Regions from separate parts of the Mus musculus genome. Here region 1 is linked to region 2. The links are chromatin contacts, called in public Hi-C maps. All regions are on one chromosome and are shown on one strand. The core of a region is the stretch at or near the end of the contact, and the rest is flanking DNA. Distances in the headings are between cores, read along the strand shown. Region 1 has its middle 17 kb from the start of 4930488B22Rik. Region 2 has its middle 6.9 kb from the start of Gm23349.

Region 1 (4,421 bases), core at 324-2,823, 120 kb before region 2:
CCTCCCCTCCCCTCCCCTCCCCTCCCCTCCCCTCCCCTCCCCTTCCCTCCCCTCCCCTCCCCTCCTCTTTCTTACTTTTTAAATAAGTTTATTTATTTTATTATATGTGAGTGCATTGTACGCTGTCTTCAGACAACCAGAAGAGGGCATCAGATCCCATCACAGCTGGTTGTGAGCCACCATGTGGTTGCTGGGAATTGAACTCAGGACCTCTGAAAGAGCAGTCAGTGCTCTTAACTGCTGAGCTGTCTCTCCAGCCCCCCTAATTTGTTTTATGTGTGTGGGTGCATAAGATTTTTTTTTTTTTGTCTGCATGTTTGTTTGTGTACCATGTGCATGCCTGGTGCCTGTGGAGGTCAGAGGAGGGCATCTCATCCCATGGAACTGGTTATAGGCAGTTGTAAGCCTCCATGTGAGTCTGGGAATGAAATCCTGGTCCTCTTCCAGAGTAGTAAGTATTCTTAACTTTGCTGAGCCTTCTCCCTAGCCCATCTTTACATTTAAACAATCATTTATTTCATTATATAGGTGCACGCCAATTCATCTGGGCCCTAAAAGACCAGAACTTGTATTTAATTGATTCAAATAATTATCCGAATGTTTTATCATTTCTCCCCTTCATCGATTGCAGATGTCACTTTTAAGTGATTTTTTTTTCTGTAATCAGGAAGATATCTTCATTGCTGGCATGTAATACTGATTGATCCAACTTTATGAAAAATATTGTTGTCAGCAAGTTTTATAACACACAAGACAGAAAAAAGACAATAGGAATGTAGGACGCCTTGGCAAATAAGATATGAACAAGTACAAACTCTCATATTTACTCCCCTTTTGAGAACTTTGCACTGAGTTCTATCTGTTAGGAGTATAGTCTTTTCTCCCTTTGTTTACTCTAGAAATAACTTATTTTTGGGACAGGGACTGAATCCAGGCTCTTTGTGTGATAAGCAAGTCTTTTGCTATGGATATGTATATATATATATATATATATATATATATATATATATATATATATATATATATATATACTCAGTTCCTTGGCAAATATTTCTTCAGGGGCCTCTTCTGGACCAGACCCCCAAAAGGACTCATAGATAAATGAGGTGTAGTGTCTTCCTTTGGGTTTCTCATCATCTGGGGAAGCGTATTAGCTGGAATGATCTGAGCTTCAGCAAAAAATTGTGTAACTGTTTTGACCTATGAGGATGTTGATTGCCAGTTACAGATATTAGTGCAGAAGCTTAAAGAGTACAAGGCTCTCAGCCCTTAGACTACAAGGCTCTCTGTCTTTGCTGTTTGTTCTTGTCATTCTCCTTCATTATTGCAAAAAAGCTGGACATGCTTCAATGATCACATCTTCAGATACACACACATATATACACATATAGATACAAACCCACACACATACAAACACACACATACACATACATATACACATAGACCTATATACATACACAGATACACACACACATACAGATACACATAAAAGCAAGGGGCAGTGGGCAGCGAAGGGCAAGAGAGTCTTCCCTCGGGGAGTCTGCCTTACATCCTCTTTCATCTCTTAGGTCAGAAATGAGTCACATACCTATCCTTAGATCAGAGATTGGGACCATTTCCAGAGACTGAGGCATCTCTGACTCACTCTGAGCAAAATTCTGGTTTTGTGAATATGGAAAGGGAATCTGTAATTTTTTTTTTTTTTTTTTTTTTTTAAGGAATACACTCTGCAGTCCTGGTCCTTTATTTCATTTTTGTACATTAGTCCATGAATTCCTATGGAATGGGCTCCAACAGCTCCGGCTCTTTTCCGTTAGTCCTCACAAAGTGTGCTTCTCTGGGTGGCACAGGCTGGTGCTTCAGCTGCACCCAGGTGCCCTTCTCTTTGGCTCCCTTTTTCTTCTGATCGTTCTCCTTCACCCGCTTCAGGAAGCTGTCTCTGCTCTTTGAGTGCTTGATGTGCTCAATCCGCACATTGATCCTCTTGGCCAGAATTTTGTCCTTAACCTGCTTGTTTGCAATGATGCCCACGGCATGCTGGGTGACATTGTAGACTCTTCTGGTTTTGCCGTGGTAGCACTTATGGGGCATTCCTTTTTAAACAGTGCCATTCCCTTGATGTCTACAATACCATCCTTCTTGTAGATTTGCATGTGTGTGGCCAAAGGAACAATGCCATGTTTCCTAAAAGGCCTAGGGTTCCTCTCCTCTCCCTTTGTGTTCATGATTTTGGCAGGTTACTGGAAGATGGCTGCAGTGGCCGAAAGGAGGGAATCTGTAACTTTTAAATTTAATTAATTTATGTGTGTGTGTATCTGTGTGTGTTTGTGTCTATTTGAGTGTATCTTTGTGTTTATCTCTGTGTTTGTATCTGTGTGTGTCTGTGTGTGCATCTGTATGTGTATGTATTTGTGAGTGTTTGAATCTATATGTGTGTATATCTGTGTGTTTGTATCTGTGTGCATATCTGTGTGCTTGTATCTCTCTGTGTTTATTTCTGTCTGTGTGTTTGTCTGTGTGTTTGTGTCTGTTTGTGTATATGTATGTGTGCATATGTGTGTATGTGTGTAGCTGTGTATATCTGTGTGTGTCTGTGTCTATATGTGTGTGCATCTCTGTGTTTGTGTGTATCTATATATATGTGTTTGCATGTATGTATCTGGATGTGTGTATATCTGTGTGTGTTTGTGTGTGTATCTCTGTGTTTCTATTTATGTGTATATCTGTCTGTGTTTGTATGTGTGTGACTGTGTGTTTTTGCATGTCTGTCTGTATATCTGTGTTTCTGCATGTCTGTCTGTCTATCTCTCTGCACCCTCCCCCCCCCCCCAGACCCGCTGCTTTCTGTTTTTGAGCCTGGGTCTTTTGCTGACCCGGAACTTGTGAATTTGGTTAGTCTGGCTGGCCAGGGTTCCTCCCCAGTGCTGGGATTACAGTTGTGAGCTTTCATGCTCCACCTTTTTCCTTTTTTCTTTTTTTGGTTTTTCGAGACAGGGTTCCTCTGTATAGCCCTGGCTATCCTGGAACTCACTTTGTAGACCAGACTGGCCTCGAACTCAGAAATCCACCTGCCTCTGCCTCCCGAGTGCTGGGATTAAAGGTGTGCATCACCACGCCCGGCATGCCCCACCTTCTTAAGGGGAGTTCTGAGGATTAAACTCATATCTTTACACTTGCACGGCAAACACTTTGTTGACTGAACTATCTCCTTCCTGATCAGTGACTTTGAGCATTTGTCCCCATTGCCAGTTAAAGAAGACCTTTCAGAGTCTAAGACATCAAACACTGATACCGCTCAGTTTTTATCATAAACCTTGCTCTCGTTTGGGATGGTGTATGAAGTTCCCTAGTTAAATAGTTTGTCCTGGTCAGTGTTGGCACGGGGATGGGCCACAGGGGTGAGATCAGAATCCATCTGGCATGAAGCAGGCCACTGAAAGCGCACGGAGGGTCCTTATTACACGTTTGTGCACAAGTCCTGACCCTGAGCAGGAGCTTGGACAGTGGTGGCTTTCTTTTCGAACTGTGCTCGGGAACAAGACTTTTCACTGTTGGAATTTTTCAAATAAAATTTACTTTATTTTTATGAGTGTGTGAGTGTGTGTGTGTGTGTTACATACATAACAGCTATGCCTCTCCTATGGAGGTCAGAGGTTAATTTTGGGAGCTGGTTGTCCCCTTCCACCTTTTTCTGAGGCAGCATCCCTCGTTTCTTTCTGTCTCCGAGCTTCACACGTCCATCTGTATGGCCTGGAGGACTTCAGGGTGATTCTCTGGTCTCTCCCCACTCTAGGAAAGCTAGGTTTAGATATGCTGGCCTCTAAATTTGACTCCTTCACGCGGATTCAGAGATTGAATGCAGGTCATCAGACTTGCAAGGCAAGTGCTATCCCTTCTGAGTATCTCACTGACATCATGGCTGGAATTCCTAATGCAGGTACCCAGGTTCCACCAAGAGCATCCATGGAGAACGCTGGCACCTGGAATGATGGAAACTCATCTTTTACAAGATGATGTCATGCTTCCTGGGGGGAGTGGATGGGTACACTGTATGTCCCCATAGAGTGTGAGGTGGGTATCTTGTCTTCTACCTCCATCTCAGATTGGTGGAGGTTGGAGACTTTCTTCCCTTTAAAGCAAAGAGCTGTAGCCCACTCAACCTTTACAAACAAGTTAGACAGGGGTAGAATTGACATTATTAGAATGGGAGGTAGGTTGGCAAGGGGAAGACCCAAAGGGAGACCTCAGTGGTTAAGTTCAACCGTTTCCTTTTGTGGGTGTGGAAGAAAAGCATTTCTGAGTTTGCCCTGACCTTTTGAACTTTAGCCTGCTTGCTAAGCTGGTCCTTGTGCCAGTTCCTCTGCTAACCACAGAAGTCCTTTGCCTTCTCTATGGAAATGTGGAGCCCTGCCATCACCCAC
Region 2 (4,151 bases), core at 644-3,143:
CAAATGCCCCCCTAGACCCTTAAACAAGAGCACTCATATTACCACACTCAGAAACAACCACCCAGGGGCTGGAGAGATGACTCAGTAATTAAGAGCACTGGCCTCTCTTCCAGAAGACCCAAGTTTGATTACCAGCATCCACAAGACAACTCACAACTGTGTGTAACCTCAGTTCCAGAGGAACTATGCCCTCACACAGCCATGCAGGCAGAACATCAATACACATGAAAATAAATAAATCTTAACAAAACAAAACAAAACAAAACAAAACAAAACACTGTATGGAGGGGGTGCTTAAAATAACGGCTATTCGCCATTTTTTAATACTAGCATTTGATATGTAAAATGGGATCATGTCTACTATTTGAGCTGACAAGATTTATATATCCACTGCAAGGGCTTCATGCACTTAGCCATCTCCCCAAGTCTCTTAAACTCTGTTTAATGGAAGGAATATATTTCCATAGTAAGCTTACAGATGACTTTAGAGAAACACACAGAGCAAGGCCCTGCTTTTCTAATTTGTTAGGTCAATGTCTCAGTTACTTATCTGTCAACAGCCAATAGTTTCTTACTTATTAGTGTGGAATTTTCTATGTATGTAAGCATTCCTCCCTTTCCCTCTGCCCTCTTCCCTTCCTTTCTTACCCCATCTCCACTAACGTTTGCTGAGCATGTAGTATTTCCTGTAAGTCATGTTGTGGGTCTGCATTTTGCCCTGCTGTGGGCTAGCCTGCGTGCTGTCAGGTGCTGGGCTCAATCGAAGCGCTGATACACTGCTCAGGGAGGGACACCGAAGCTGGGTTCCCTGACTCCCGGGAATCCAGTCACCTCTGGAAAACTGCACAGTGGAGTCAGGAACAGAGGGCCGGAGGTCCATGGGTTAGCGCCGAGGCCAGGGCCTAGGGCTCCCAAACTCCTGGACATCTTGACGCCATTGGGTCTCAGGGAGCTGGGAATGGAGTTGGAGTCCTGAGGGCTGAGGATGATGATGAGCCCAGGGCCAGGGGAATGGGGAATGCTGAGTTAGCTCATTTGCTATTGTCCTTAGCTTAGCAGTGGTTGTCTGGGAGCACAAAGGGGCCTTCTGTAGGCTGTGGCTCTGTAGGCAAAGGTATTTTCCATGTTCCCCACAGTGGTCCTTGATGGAAGAGACAGTCCTTGGTTCCAAACAGTTTATTGCTTGTTCATTGTGGAAAAGGGGTGCATACCACCTTCTCAGGGTGGACCAGAGATTAAATACCTTTTGCAGGAAGGAATGTCTGGGAAGGGAAGCTTATTGGTTAAACCTCCAGGGCATCTAGATGCCTTGTTAGCATGTAGAATTCTGTTCTGGGCTACTTGAGCGACATGGGTAGTGTGGCCACGTGTTCTGGGCCAGGAATCTGGCAGGGATCAGGGAGACACTTACCCTCTCAGGTGGGTGCCTGCGTGCCAGGGTCTCAGACCCACTCAATTCAAGTTTCTTGGCATGGTTCTTTGTTGTACATCTTGTTAATCTCAGATGGTGAGTGTTGCAGCTCTTATGAGATGAAGGCTGTGGTTTTCTTGCTCACTTCTCGTGTCCATGAACAAAGATATTTTTAAGAGGTAACTATTTTCAGCTGAAAGCAAACAGCCTTTTAAAAAGTGTCTCTGTTTCCTTAGGTGCAGACATTTTGGAAATGCCAAATTGAAAATGCATATGCTCCCGTGGAAGAAGCAAAGGGGGTTGATTTGCTAAGTGTGCATCTCTTTGTTGTGGCTCAGAGATCTGAGCGTGGTTTCTGGGAAACCAGGCAATGTGGAAATGAAAGAGATTCTGTGTCTCGAATTGCTGAGCCACCACTGGGCTGTCAAACACAAACATAAGTTTTGCCAATTTAAAGTGGAAGTCTGAGACGAAAGTCAGCTGGCAGTTATCTGTGGCTTCCTGCTGTTACTTGGTTTCTGGTTAGCTTCAGTGAGTTGCTGAGAGGAGAAGAGTTATGAGCAAACCACCCACCTACCCAGTGACATATGGAAGGTGCTACATCGTTGTCCTGTCTCTTTCCCAACCTTGAGAGGGCTGGGGATGCATGCGGCTCCATCTTAGAGCATCTGCGAAGTACTCGTAGAATCCCGAGTCCCATCTTCAGCACCACAACTCTCTGCTTGAAGAACAAGTGTCAGTACTTGTCTTTTAGGCAGGAAGTGCCCACAGAGCTTGTCTATACAGAAAGTTGATGCACACAGACAGGGGTTGGGTGGGGTTGGTGACAACGTGTAAGAAGGTCATTGTCAGAAGATGATGGATCCATGGAACATTGCTTTGGTGAACCTAGATGGCCCATGTTTGCTTGGGTAGCCGAGATTCCAATGAGCTTCCTTGATTGCTACAATCACTTGAGCAAAATGGTGAACTGTTTGGGGCTCTTGGGAAGATGCTCTGCTCTCATCAGGAGCCCTCCTCTAATAAAAATGTTTAGATCATAAGAGATCCTGATTCCGATGAGTGTGTTGTTCATTCCCCTCACTCGGCAAAGCCTTCTAGGTCGTCCTTGGTTTCCCATCATTCTGCCTGCGCTGGCACAGATAAAGTCAGCCAGGAGAGGGGATCAGGGACGTGTCCATTAAGTGCAGGTCTCTGCCACAGAAGAGTTAGGATGAAGTTATAGAAAGAACTGGTTTGGGGCCAAGTTGTAGAGTGATGGACATAACAAGGGTTGAGAGCAGGAGGCAACATTTTTTTTCCTTCTTAAAGGAAAATTGGACAATTATGAAATAAACTCAAGATGTGTGTGTGTGTGTGTGTGTGTGTGTGTGTGTGTGTGCATTGCATGTATGTGTGGGCATATACCTGCACCATTGCCCTCCCCCTCTCTCTGTGTGTATGTGTGTAAGCTAAAGGTCAGATATTTTCCTTTCTTGCTTTTTCTATTAATATTTAAGATCTCTTATTGAATGTGGAACTCACAACTTTGGCAAAACTGGTTGACCATTGAGCACCCAGTATCTCCTATCTTGGTCATCAGCTCTGGGGCTGTGGGTACTTAGCATTACATCCAGATTCTATGTGGATGCTAGGGATCTGAACTTGGATCCTCATGGCTATACAGCGGGTTCTTCACTGACTAAGCCATCTCTCCAACTTCGGGCACTTTGAAAGAAAACTGAGATAGCAATGTCTATAGCACATGTGATAGCCACGTGCATCTGCAAAAGAGTTATGGAAGTGTAATATTAGTATAATATATGGAAGTATAATATATCATTGACATTGCAAAGGTATTGCATGTGTATAGGTGGTTTTAAAATACAGAAATGCACAATTAAAATCCACTTTTACATTCATTTATGATAATCTGTATATCTGTCCATCCATTCATTCATCTATTTTTCTATGTTTGGTTATTTTGTGAGTTTTTCATGTGTAGTTTTTACATGACAAAAATCACAATGTACATTTCGGCTTATGATTTCTTTGTCCTCACAACTGTATGTCATGAACATTTCCTTGTGTTATTGAATGTGGTTAGTTGAATTTTTGGAAGATTCCTCAGCATGCTTTGGTAACTGTCCTGGCTAGTTTTATGTCAACTCAATGCAAGCTAGAGTTATCTGAAAGGAGGGACCCTCAATTGAGAAAATACCTCTATAAGGTCCGGCTGTAAAGCATTTTCTTGATTTGTGATTGATGGAGGAGGGCCCAGCGTATTGTGGGTAGTGCCATCCCTGTGCTAATAGTCCTAGGTACTATAAGAATTCAGACTGAGTAAGCCATGGGAGCAAGCCATGTAAGCAGCACCTCTCCTTGGTCTCTGCATCAGCTCCTGCCTCCAGATTCCTGCCCTATTTGAGTTCCTGCCCGGACTTCCTTCAATGATAGTGCTATGACAGTGTAAGCCAAATATACCCTTTCCTCTCCAAGTTTCTTTGGTCATGGTGCTTCATCAAAGCAGTAGTAACCCTGACTAAGACAGACTTTTAGCCATAGTTTAGGACAGTCAGTATTATGGGCACTTATCACTATGGAAAATATTATCCATTAAGTATCGATTAATTAAGTTAATTATTAATTCTTAATATGCATTTTGTTTTGGGGGGAAGATATAGCTGATATACACGCCTCCATTCTTTCTGCTAAGTGCAATTAAATACCATGCTGGCTAGTTTTTGTTTGTTATGTTTGT

The links. Hi-C and Micro-C count contacts between places; a contact is called where the count stands out from the background.
Region 1: a contact with region 2 is called in a Hi-C map of bone marrow-derived macrophages, with 29 read pairs. The contact joins two enhancer-like sites. A contact is called at or near these places in 14 of 39 promoter capture datasets (the 3T3-L1 cell line, 3T3-L1-derived adipocytes, the C10 cell line and 9 more), 3 of 484 Hi-C or Micro-C datasets (the HPC-7 cell line, bone marrow-derived macrophages and embryonic stem cells), 1 of 115 datasets of contacts at active chromatin or transcription factors (CD8 T cells) and 1 of 9 other capture datasets (embryonic stem cells).

The regions. Positions count from the first base shown.
Region 1 is chr1:184,692,808-184,697,228 of GRCm38.p6, reverse strand. No RefSeq gene overlaps it. Among named protein-coding and RNA genes, the nearest start is that of 4930488B22Rik, 17 kb to the left of the region's middle. Within about 2 kb of position 1,573, at least 15 of the 459 cell types and tissues checked have an H3K27ac peak or open chromatin away from gene starts, as enhancers often do. A contact at or near this core is called in bone marrow-derived macrophages, where this site is marked.
Region 2 is chr1:184,571,258-184,575,408 of GRCm38.p6, reverse strand. No RefSeq gene overlaps it. Among named protein-coding and RNA genes, the nearest start is that of Gm23349, 6.9 kb to the left of the region's middle. Within about 2 kb of position 1,893, at least 20 of the 459 cell types and tissues checked have an H3K27ac peak or open chromatin away from gene starts, as enhancers often do. A contact at or near this core is called in bone marrow-derived macrophages, where this site is marked.